2 separate regions of the Mus musculus genome follow, and region 1 is linked to region 2. A link is a contact called in public Hi-C data. All regions are on one chromosome and are shown on one strand. Each heading gives the region's core, a stretch centred on a gene start, on an enhancer-like site or on the middle of the called end of the contact. The rest is flanking DNA. Distances are from core to core; before and after follow the strand shown. Region 1 overlaps Lima1 (LIM domain and actin binding 1). Region 2 holds the start of Aqp5 (aquaporin 5).

The links. A called contact is a pair of places that touch in the nucleus more often than the background predicts.
Region 1: a Hi-C map of cortical neurons shows a contact between it and region 2, with 3 times the contacts expected there. The contact joins the enhancer-like site here to the promoter of Aqp5 in region 2. A contact is called at or near these places in 7 of 39 promoter capture datasets (the C10 cell line, the HPC-7 cell line, HPC-7-derived erythroid cells and 3 more), 3 of 15 datasets of contacts at CTCF or cohesin (embryonic stem cells, large pre-B cells and stem cell-derived epiblast-like cells), 69 of 484 Hi-C or Micro-C datasets (the 63-12 cell line, the AML12 cell line, B cells and 38 more), 10 of 115 datasets of contacts at active chromatin or transcription factors (VIP interneurons, embryonic basal ganglia, embryonic forebrain and 6 more) and 3 of 9 other capture datasets (adipose tissue, embryonic stem cells and liver).

What each region holds. Positions count from the first base shown.
Region 1 is chr15:99,793,360-99,798,364 of GRCm38.p6, forward strand. Lima1 (LIM domain and actin binding 1) reads right to left here. Exons shown (of 11, transcript NM_001113545.1): 8 at 3,383-3,440; 9 at 1,050-1,159. Among named protein-coding and RNA genes, the nearest start is that of Gm25897, 7.3 kb to the right of the region's middle. Within about 2 kb of position 3,597, at least 16 of the 459 cell types and tissues checked have an H3K27ac peak or open chromatin away from gene starts, as enhancers often do. A contact at or near this core is called in VIP interneurons, cortical neurons and muscle stem cells, where this site is marked.
Region 2 is chr15:99,589,352-99,594,620 of GRCm38.p6, forward strand. Aqp5 (aquaporin 5) reads left to right here and starts at 1,677. Exons shown (of 4, transcript NM_009701.4): 1 at 1,677-2,283; 2 at 3,311-3,475; 3 at 3,895-3,978; 4 at 4,784-5,269. The coding sequence starts at 1,921. The coding sequence ends at 4,969. All of the region lies in intron 3 of Gm34765 (a long non-coding RNA gene), which reads right to left.

The DNA.
Region 1 (5,005 bases), core at 2,347-4,846, 210 kb after region 2:
GGACTTTAGGAAGAACAGTCAGTGCTCTTAACCACTGAGCCATCTCTCCAGCCCCCAGTTACCACTCCTAGCAGGAAATGGCTCTGCACTGACCAACATACACTTACAAGTCTATTAGCACGACTAGTAACATGAAGTGTAGGGGGGAAAACTGATTGTTTTTGGATATGTGTGTGTTGGTGTGTGTGTGAAGGTATGTGTGGAGGTCAGAGGTCAATGCCAGGTGTCTTCCTCAGTCACTCCCCATCTTCTTTAATTGGCTAGACTGGATGGCCAGTGAGCCCCAGATATTCTCCAGTCTCTGCTTCTCCAGCACTGGGTTTACAGTCCTGCACCTCCATGCCCAGCTTTTTTATATGGGTGCTGGGAGAGCCAGATCCAGGTCTTATGGCTATGCTGCAAGTGTTTTTATTCCACTGAGCTACCTCCACAGTTCCCGGCCCCTCACCCCCCCCCCCGCCTTTAATGTGATGTTCTGTGTATGAGTGCTTTGCCTGCATGTACATATGTGCACCACACACCACATGCATTCCTGGTACTCCAGGAGGCCAGAAGAGGATAGATGGTAGACCTCCCAGAACCGGAGTTACATACAGATGGTTGTGAGTCACCATGTGGGTAGTGAGAAGTGAACCTGCGTCTTCGGAAAGAACAGTAGGTGTTCTAACCAGTGGGCCATCTCTCCTGCCCCTGAAAGCGACTCTGAAGCATATCCCTACTGGCATTACAGCTAGGAAAGCACAAACAGGCAATGCTGAACAGAGCAATAAAAACTGCAACACACATGGCTGCAGAGATGGCTCAGTGGTTAAGAGCACTGACTGCCCTTCCAGAGGTCCTGAGTTCAAATCCCAGCAACCACATGGTGGCTCACAACCATCTGCAATGGGATCCTATACTCTCTTCTGGTGTGTCTGAAGACAGTGTACTCATATACAAAATCTTTAAAAAAAAAAAAAAAAAAGATACCCGTCCAGGACACATACCAACCAGTAACTTAAAAAAGCAACGGGCAATACGTAAGACTCAGAGAGCAAGCACCACCGTACCTTCGCTGTTTTGGAAGGAGAACTTTCCGGAAGACTGGAGGTCCTGGCGTCAGGACTCAGCGGCTTAGGGTGCATAGGCTGCTGGGCCTCGCTCTTCACCTGGGAGTTACCTGGTTAAGTCACAGAAGGCAGGCATATTAGAGTAGCTCACGCAAGCCTCAGGAAGAGAGTTTTGAAAAAGCAAAACATGGGTACTTCCCACCAGGGACTGACTGGTCCTTTTAGCATCAGGAGAAATACTGCTTCTCTGTTGAAGAAGGGCTAAACTGAAGGTGTCCTGGGCCCCGCTAGGACTCAGGCTGTCAGTGAGACCTTCTTGCCCTGCAGCACACAGCTGGGACCCAGACCATGCAGAACAACATTCTGCTCTGAAGCCTTAGCCACTTCGAAGCTGTGTATAGATTTTGATATGTTCCTGGTGGTTTGCAACCCTAGTAACTTCCAGGCTGGGAAAAAGAGAGACTGCATGTTGAGTCTTTTTTGTTGTTGTTGTTGTTGTTTTTGTTTGTTTGTTTTTTGTTTTTTTTTTTTCTGAGACAGGGTTTCTGGCTGTCCTGGACTTTTTTGTTTTTTGGTTTTTCGAGACAGGGTTTCTCTGTGTAGTCCTGGCTGTCCTGGAACTCGCTCTGTAGACCAGGCTGGCCTCGAACTCAGAAATCCGCCTGCCTCTGCTTCCCAAGTGCTGGGATTAAAGGCGTGCGCCACCACACCCGGCTCATGTTGAGTCTTTGTCAGTCATTGTTTGAAAAATTTTTTGACATAGGAGATATCTCCTGTGTAGCCCTGGATGGCCCAGAACTGTAATAATTATCAAGAAAAACTTTTCATTCTTTTATCAAGGGAAAAAAAAAAAAGAAAAAAAAGCATGCTGGCCACAGTGGTGCACATCTCCAGTCCCAGCACTGGGGAGGCAGAGGCAGGTTTGAGTTTGAGTTCGAGGCCAACCTGATCTACAGAGTGAGTTCCAGGACAGCCAGGGCTTCAGAGGGAGTCCCTAAATATTAGAATCAGAAGTGGTCCCAGTATCATAAGCGTGTGGCCCACGTAGGTCTGGGAGGCAGGATAGATCAACCTACACAGTGAGCTCCAGTGTGTAGTGAAACCGTGGTCAAAATCAGAGATGGCGGGCGGGCCGAACGTGGTGGCACACACCTTTAATCCCAGCACTCGGGAGGCAGAGGCAGGCAGATTTCTGAGTTTGAGGCCAGCCTGGTCTACAAAGTGAGTTCTAGGCCAGCCTGGGCTACAGAGAGAAAACCTGTCTCGAAAAACAAAAAAACAAAAAAAAAAAAAACAAAAAACAAAAAAAAAAAAAGAAAAAGAAAATCAGAGGTGGTAAGAGCCAAGTCAACCCCAAACCTTTTTTTAAAAATGTATTTATTTTTATTTATATATGAGTACACTGTATCCGTTTTCATATACACACACAAAAAGAGGGCGTCAGATCCCATTACAGATGGTTATGAGCCACCGTGTGGTTGCGGGGAATTGAACTCAGGACCTCTGAAAGAGCAGACAGTACTCTTTAACGCCGAGCCATCTCTCAAACCTTTTATCTTTGAGAAATCAGGCTTAAAATACTCCAAAACAGGATAAAAGTATGAAAATTTAGCACTTAAGTAGAAAAAAATCCTTAGGCCTTTAAAATGTTCTTCCAAAATTAATCCATCTCTCTTGAACAACCTCTGTCAAAGTAAAACGTCAAGATCTGCTTATGTAGCTTCGGACTTGGAAGAGTCTGGTACAGAAACAGGATAAGTTCAATGAGAGAAGTGTTGTTAAAAATATTCTTTCAGTGAGGGCTGGAGCAATGGCCCAGCAGTTAAGAGTGCTGGCTACTCCTCCAGACCCAAGGGATCTAATGCCATCTTCTGGCCTTGATCGATACTACAGGCTTGTGGTACACAAATGTATTTCAGGCAAACACCCATGCACAATAAATGAAAACCTCAAAAATTAAAATATTCTTTTTCTCTCATGTTAACCATATTTAATTTCTTTTTCTTTTTGGCTTTTCAAGATGAGGTTTCTCTGTGTAGGCCTGGCTGTCTTGGAACTCACTCTGTAGAACTCACTCTGTAGACCAGGCTGGTCTTGAACTCACAGAGATCTGCCTGCCTCACCCTTCCTAATGCTGGGGTTACCGGTGTGTGCCACCACTGCTGGCTAACAGTGTTTAACTTCTCCCTAAACTATGAATGTGTGAAGGGTGTTCCAGCACCAGCCCTTAGCACCCAGACCCTGATGAGATTGGTTGCTAGGTTTGGTACATTCTCTACAGACGATAGCAGGGGGAGGAGGACCCCGCCACAGAGCTCGGAGCAAATGCTTACAGGTGTCATCTTCAGCAGGGACAGAGAGGGCCACTAGACTATTCTCAGTTGTAGAAACCTACAAGAATAAAAAAGATTAAGGAGGATTAAGAAGCGCATTAAAAATACAAGCGCAAACCGGTGCCAGTTCCATAAAATCCTGCTGACTCCAGTTAGTCACTGGCAGCCTGCAGGGAAGTAACGGCCCCAGAACAGCTGAGCATTTAAACAACAGGCAGCAAAATGTCTTTTATGAGGATATTAACGTGCCTCTCAATTACAGAGGAACACTAGAGCAGACAGCACTCAGCTGCCAAGCCGGTATCATCTCCCTCATAAAGAACTTTCACGCCATATCTTAGGAAGAACACCCCCCCCCCCCGGCATTAAGAACAACCCCCCCTCAGATGGCGCCAAGTACACTCCGTGGCAAGGGAAAGGAAAGTATTTAAACCCAGGGGTTATTCTTACTCTTATTTTCCTGTTTTTTATGGAAAGGTTGAGACTTGGGAGGTGGAGGCAGGGGAATCAGGAGTTGAAGATAACCCCCTGCTATGTTGTGAGTTTGATGATAACCTGGGCTACAGTATACCATGTCTTAGAGGGGAGGGGAGGGGAGGGGAGGGAAGGGGAGGGGAGGGGAGGGGAGGGGAGGGGAGCAGAGCCAGTCTTGGAGAGTGGGCTCATTTTAAAGACTCAGATTTAATTCCCAGCACCTACATGGTGTCTCACAATCATCAATACAATACTCTAGTCTCAGGGGATCCAGCAACCTTTTATGACCACTTCAGGTGTCAGGAACAAACATGGTGTATAGACATACACACGCGCGCGCCCGTGCGTGTGCGTGTGTGTGTGTGTGTGTGTGTGTATGGGAAAACAGACCAAAACACTGCCATACCTTGGTGAAGGGTCGGGGTTGGTGTGTGTGTGTCTGTGTGGGATCAGGTTGGGGAAGAACAATAAAAACCAACAAAAAACTTCCAGTTTTTTTTTTTTTTAAACAAGAAGCAGACCCTATGTAGAGGTATATATCTCTTCCTCAGAAGCCATCAACTTTACATAAAAGTGTATATATATATATATCACTTTTATTTTTAAGTATATATATATCAAGGTCTTTAATGAGCTGAATACATTCACAATGGAGACTAGGTGGCTGGCCGACCACACCTGAATGCCAGCATTCCCCCCCTCCCACCCCCAGTCTCTTTTCACTACAGGAATTCTGCCTTGGCAGAGGATAAATCAGAAAAATCACAGTTGACGTTTAGCGAGTGTTTACTATATGCCAAGTATCGCACTGATGGCCTCACATGCAGCATTTCATTTGATGACATGAAATACTTTTCTCTGAAAGCCGTGCTTGGTTATAAAGAGGCCATTCCTGCTGGCAGGTTGGCACATGCCCGTAATCTCAACACTTGAGAAACCACAGAGAGAGGAGGGGCCAGAAATTCAGGGTCATCCTTGCTAACACAGCCTGTGCTACATGAGACCCTGTGACCCAAAACCAAAACCAAACAAGATGCTCAGCTCTTGAGAATCTGTAGGTACACCTTTCCTGGGATATTCTCTCCCCTTGAATCCGGTCCCCTTGAACCTGTGGGGGTACACGTAACGCTGACATCACTGCCCACCGGC
Region 2 (5,269 bases), core at 427-2,926:
AAGAGCCGCTCAGCAGGAAATGCCAGGCAGAACGGGAACAATAGTGGGGTTTCTTTGGACCCTGTTTTCTTTGGCCTCTTAGCTGCCACCTGGCCCAAAGTTCCTCCTCCCCGTTCTTGCTTTTCCTTAGGCTCCACCCTCAGCCCCTGCTGGACACGTGTATCTTTTCTCTTCCTCTGTTGCACCCTAGGGCTCAATTACCCTAGGAGGCTTTTAAAACTGACCAAGACATGAGGTGACTTTCCTGGGCCTTGCTCTATGGCTGGTACGGTGCAACGGTGCAAAGTGCTCAAACACTAACCGTACGGGGTAGAGGGAGTGCAGCTCTTTTTCTGGGATCCTGAGGATGGGTCCTTGCCCTGCCCCCAAACCCTAGAAGGTCCTCCCTCCAATCTCCTTCTACACATGCCAAACCTGCGGAGGGGGAAGGTGGAGGGTTGGGAGAAGCAATGGAGAGGGTCTGGAAGCCCAAAGAAAAAAAGGACAAGAGGAAGCTGGGAACTAGAAAAATGTGTTGGCCAGTCCAAGAGTGCAAGGACTTGATGGAGTGGGGGTGGGGACGAGAAAAACCAACTGTATGAGTGTGCAAACTAGAAAGTGAGATAGGCCGGCAGAAACAAAGACCTGCAGATTGAAAGAGGCTAAAGGCAGGCGAACTAGATAGAGCTAGAAACAGTAATGGACAGCTCGTTTTAAAAAAAAGGAAGAAAACGTAGAAACGAAGAGTCAGAGAGACAGGCAGAAAGAGGAAGACTCAGAAGTCAAAGGGTGATAGACTGAGGAAAAGAGACAAGGCTAAAAGACTGGTGGGGAGAGGGCGCAGAAACGCAGGAACACATGGAGGGAGAGGGCCAGAGACACAGAAAGAGACAGAGAGACAAAGAGAGGTGGGGATGGGGGTACTGAGACTGTCACGTTGGGAGAAAGACCAACAGGGACAAGAAGCAAACAGCCACTCCGGAGGTCTAGTGTGACTAAAGTGATGGAGTTCTGGGTTGAAAACAGAAGAGGCCAAGACCCTTTCCTCTGACCCCAGTCTCAGGCACTTCCCTAAGCCCAAACAACCCAAATTGATCACCACCCCAGGGTCCCCAAGGGCTACCACTGAGAACGCCTCCTAGAGCCCGCTGCCTAGAGGCACCGCCACACGCGGCGTCGAGGATTGCCGAGCGCAGAGCAGGCTGGCACTGTACTCCCGATCCAACGCCCCCGCTCCTGCCGGGCTGGACCGGGGAGAGGCCCACGATCGCCGAACCGCCCCCGCCACGGGCGGATAAGGAGCTAAGAGGCGCTGTCCTCAGAGACTCTCATCACTCTGACCCGTCCGTGGGTGAGACCGACCGGGTCAAGATGCTCCGGTCGCGCGAGCCCAAGGAGGAGAAAAGGGGAAGGCTGCCGGCCGGCCCCGGACGCCGGTAAAGGCCGGCCGGAGAGGGACTTCCAGAGCTCGGTGCGAGAGGAGAGCCGGGACCGCGCTCAGCCGCCAGGAGAGCCCAGCACGCACGTCGACCAGGAGGGCGCGGGAGCAGCGCTGAGCGCACGATGCGCGCGACCCAGACCGCCGGGCCAGTCTACACTGCCGCGTGGGTCACGTGGCCCGGGCGGGTCCGCCGCTGTGCGGCCGGGGGGCCGGGGGTGCGCGGGGCGGGGGGCTGCGAGCGCGCGCCCGCCAGGCTCGCTCCCTGCGCGCTGCGCTGGCCTCTGGGCGCGGGAGCCGCCCCCGGCCCCCCCGCGCTCTGCCCGCCGCGGGGCGCGCGCCCTCTATATAGCGCGCCCCTGCCCGGTCCGCGCCAGGCCGCCTGCCACGGAGTGGGCACCGCACGTCGCGCAGAGCCCCGCAGACAGACGCCCGCCGCTGCCAGCGCCGCCCCGACGGCCGCCCCGCGACGCAGCCGCTGCCACCGGGCCCCCAAGGCCACCATGAAGAAGGAGGTGTGTTCAGTTGCCTTCTTCAAGGCCGTGTTCGCAGAGTTCCTGGCCACCCTCATCTTCGTCTTCTTTGGCCTGGGCTCGGCACTCAAGTGGCCCTCGGCGCTGCCCACCATTCTGCAGATCTCCATAGCCTTTGGCCTGGCCATAGGTACCTTGGCCCAAGCCCTGGGACCTGTGAGTGGTGGCCACATCAATCCGGCCATTACTCTGGCCCTCTTAATAGGCAACCAGATCTCTCTGCTCCGAGCCATCTTCTACGTGGCAGCCCAGCTGGTGGGTGCCATTGCTGGAGCAGGCATCCTGTACTGGTTGGCGCCAGGCAATGCCCGGGGTAACCTGGCCGTCAATGCGGTGAGTGTCCACCAGACTGTGGAGGGATGGGCAGGGACCCTGGGGACATTTCAGACCAGACCTTCCATGCTCCTCCATCTTGAGAATGGGTACAACCAAAACACCAGGGCATAACTTAGCCAGTAAGAGCAGGCTGACCAACCTCCTGGCCAACCTCAGTGCTCCCGGGTCCTGGCTTCTCTTCACATTCTCCCTCATCTACCCCTCCCTCTCCTATGCTGCATTCCCTGGCCTAACTCCCCAGGGCCGCCAAAACATCCCTTCCATCTCTAATCTCACCTGTGACTTCTTTCTTGTGACCCCCCTTGGTGGTGTAGTTTTAAGGGACCCACCAAGGAGCCATGGATAGTGATGGATGGAGGTCTGGAGCAACCGTGATCTCCCTGGGCTTCCAGTTTACTACCCATGACATGGAGGTGATCAGAGCACAGCCAGTGCCCTGGGGATTACACTTAGAAGCCATGATGTGATGCACCCCCAGTGCTGGCTCCCCCTTTTGTAACCCCTGCTCCTGCCCCCCTGCTGTCTCTCCATCTTTGCAGCCCTAGATTCAGCCCCCTGTCCCATGTGAACTGGGCTCATTAATCAAACACAGAGGAGGATTTTCTCGGCCATTGTCAAGCTGTGAGTCAGACACACTGGAGAGACGGGTTTGAAGTTGGCACCGGCAGCGGGTCAGGCATGGATAGGAGGCCAGGGGCTGTTTGCAGTAGGCAAACTGGGCAGCTGCCCACAGGAGGGAGGGTAAATGCCAGCTCATGGGGGCTGGGGATTGGGCAGAGCCGTTGACACGATGGCACCCAGGAAAACTTGCTGACACCCTACCCTCTGGCTACAGGCCTGAGCTTCAAGCTTGCGCACACTGAAGTGCAGTTTCTCCAACAAATCGCCTGTCTGGATCATGCAGGGGACTTGACTTCCAAGAGCTCAGGCTCTAGGTGTCCTTGAAGACCAGAACCTTACTTGTCTAGCCTGTCACCGAGCCTGAAGGCTGCTAGCAGGGTCCTAACCCAGCTCTTCCTTGCAGCTCAGCAACAACACAACACCAGGCAAGGCCGTGGTGGTGGAGTTAATCTTGACTTTCCAGCTGGCCCTCTGCATCTTCTCCTCCACGGACTCCCGCCGCACCAGCCCGGTGGGCTCCCCAGCCTTATCCATTGGCTTGTCGGTCACACTGGGCCATCTTGTGGGGGTGAGTAGTGCTGGCACAAACCGGGGTGTCATGGAGATGAACAGTGGAACCCCAGAATGCCAGCTCCTCCAGATAGATAAGACCCGATAGAGTTTAAGATCTGGTCTTGGGTATCTAAGCTGTAGCCTTACTGGACTCTAGGTTTGATGTTGCCCATCCCCCCCCAAGACCCTCCATGGACTGAGAAGCTGAGTAAGTGGAAGGGAGGGCGAGCACAGAGACTCAAGCCAGAGCAGGTGCTTAAGAAATGTGGTTTGGTGGGCAGCTGGGCTGCGTGGGCAGTCAGCATCCTAGGGACTGAGAAACCTGGATTTGAGGTGTGGCTGGTTCCCACACTGTGTGACCCTGAGAGAGAGTCAGAATTCTGTGGGAGTGGAAGGGATGGCACCCTCCTCACCGTGACCCCCCTATCTACCCAGATCTACTTCACCGGCTGTTCCATGAACCCAGCCCGATCTTTCGGCCCTGCGGTGGTCATGAATCGGTTCAGCCCCTCTCACTGGGTGAGTGCGGGCCTTCCCCCGGCTCCTGAAAACACGGCAGCGTACTGAACTGAAAATCCAGAATTGACTGGACATTCTGGGTGTTGTCGGACCAGATCTTGGGGGTTGGACAGAGAATGTCTTTAGAAGTACATGGGAGTGGGGGTGGGGTCTGTGTTAATCTGAGGACTTTGTCTGCCCCTCTGTGTATCTGTCCTCTGATGCTGTATTTATTTGTCCCTATGAAGATATTGGGGCTTGTTCTTCTGGGACTGTACCCCTTGACAGCGTCTCCATGTGTTAGCCAAGCTTGAAGCTACATCAGGGGGTCTGTGTTAATCTGAGGACTTTGTCTGCCCCTCTGTGTATCTGTCCTCTGATGCTGTATTTATTTGTCCCTATGGAGATATTGGGGCTTGTTCTTCTGGGACTGTACCCCTGGACAGTGTCTCCATGTGCTAGCCAAGCTTGAAGCTCCAAAAAGGATGGTAGAGCCTTGCTGGGCCCTGCATTTTGGAAGACACATGTTTTGGAGGCTCTGTCTGTCTCCTTAGAAAACTCACTTGCCTCTCTTTGGGGTGGGATTGGGAATCCTGTCTCTCCTGGGCTCTGCCTGCCTCCTTAGAGGGTCTGTGGTCCATGACCTTGTCAGTAAGGACTGGTTCACAGTAATCAGCCCCGGAGATGAAAGACACCGTTCCTTCTGGAGGCCTGGAGATCTATGCGTCCATTTCCTTTCAGGGTCCATGGGGTCTGTGCTCTGGTGGGGAAGATCATGGTCCCTGAGCCCTGAGGCTCCTCCTCTGATCTAACTCTGTCTTCACAGGTCTTCTGGGTAGGACCGATCGTGGGGGCCGTCCTGGCTGCAATCCTCTACTTCTACTTGCTTTTCCCCTCCTCGCTGAGCCTCCACGACCGTGTGGCTGTGGTCAAAGGCACATATGAGCCAGAGGAGGACTGGGAAGATCATAGAGAGGAGCGGAAGAAGACCATCGAGCTGACGGCACACTGACCGGCACCGGGCAGGGGCCAGTCCCTCAGCCCCTGGACCACTGGAGAAAAGGAAGACGAAGAGTTTGGAGCACCTCTCCCTAGCATCCTCTCAGCTGGAGAGGCAGCATTGGATCCCCATGCCGCACACGGGGATGGGATGGGAGCAGAAGCCCATGATGGGACACTTGGGTGTGGGCCAGGGACAGGGCCTCTTTGGAATTAGGCAGAACGACTGCCACAGCTCAGACCTCAGAGATTGTGAAGGCAGTGCCAAGCTCACAGCAGTTCAGGACCATCCCAGAAAGGGGTGATAGCCCTG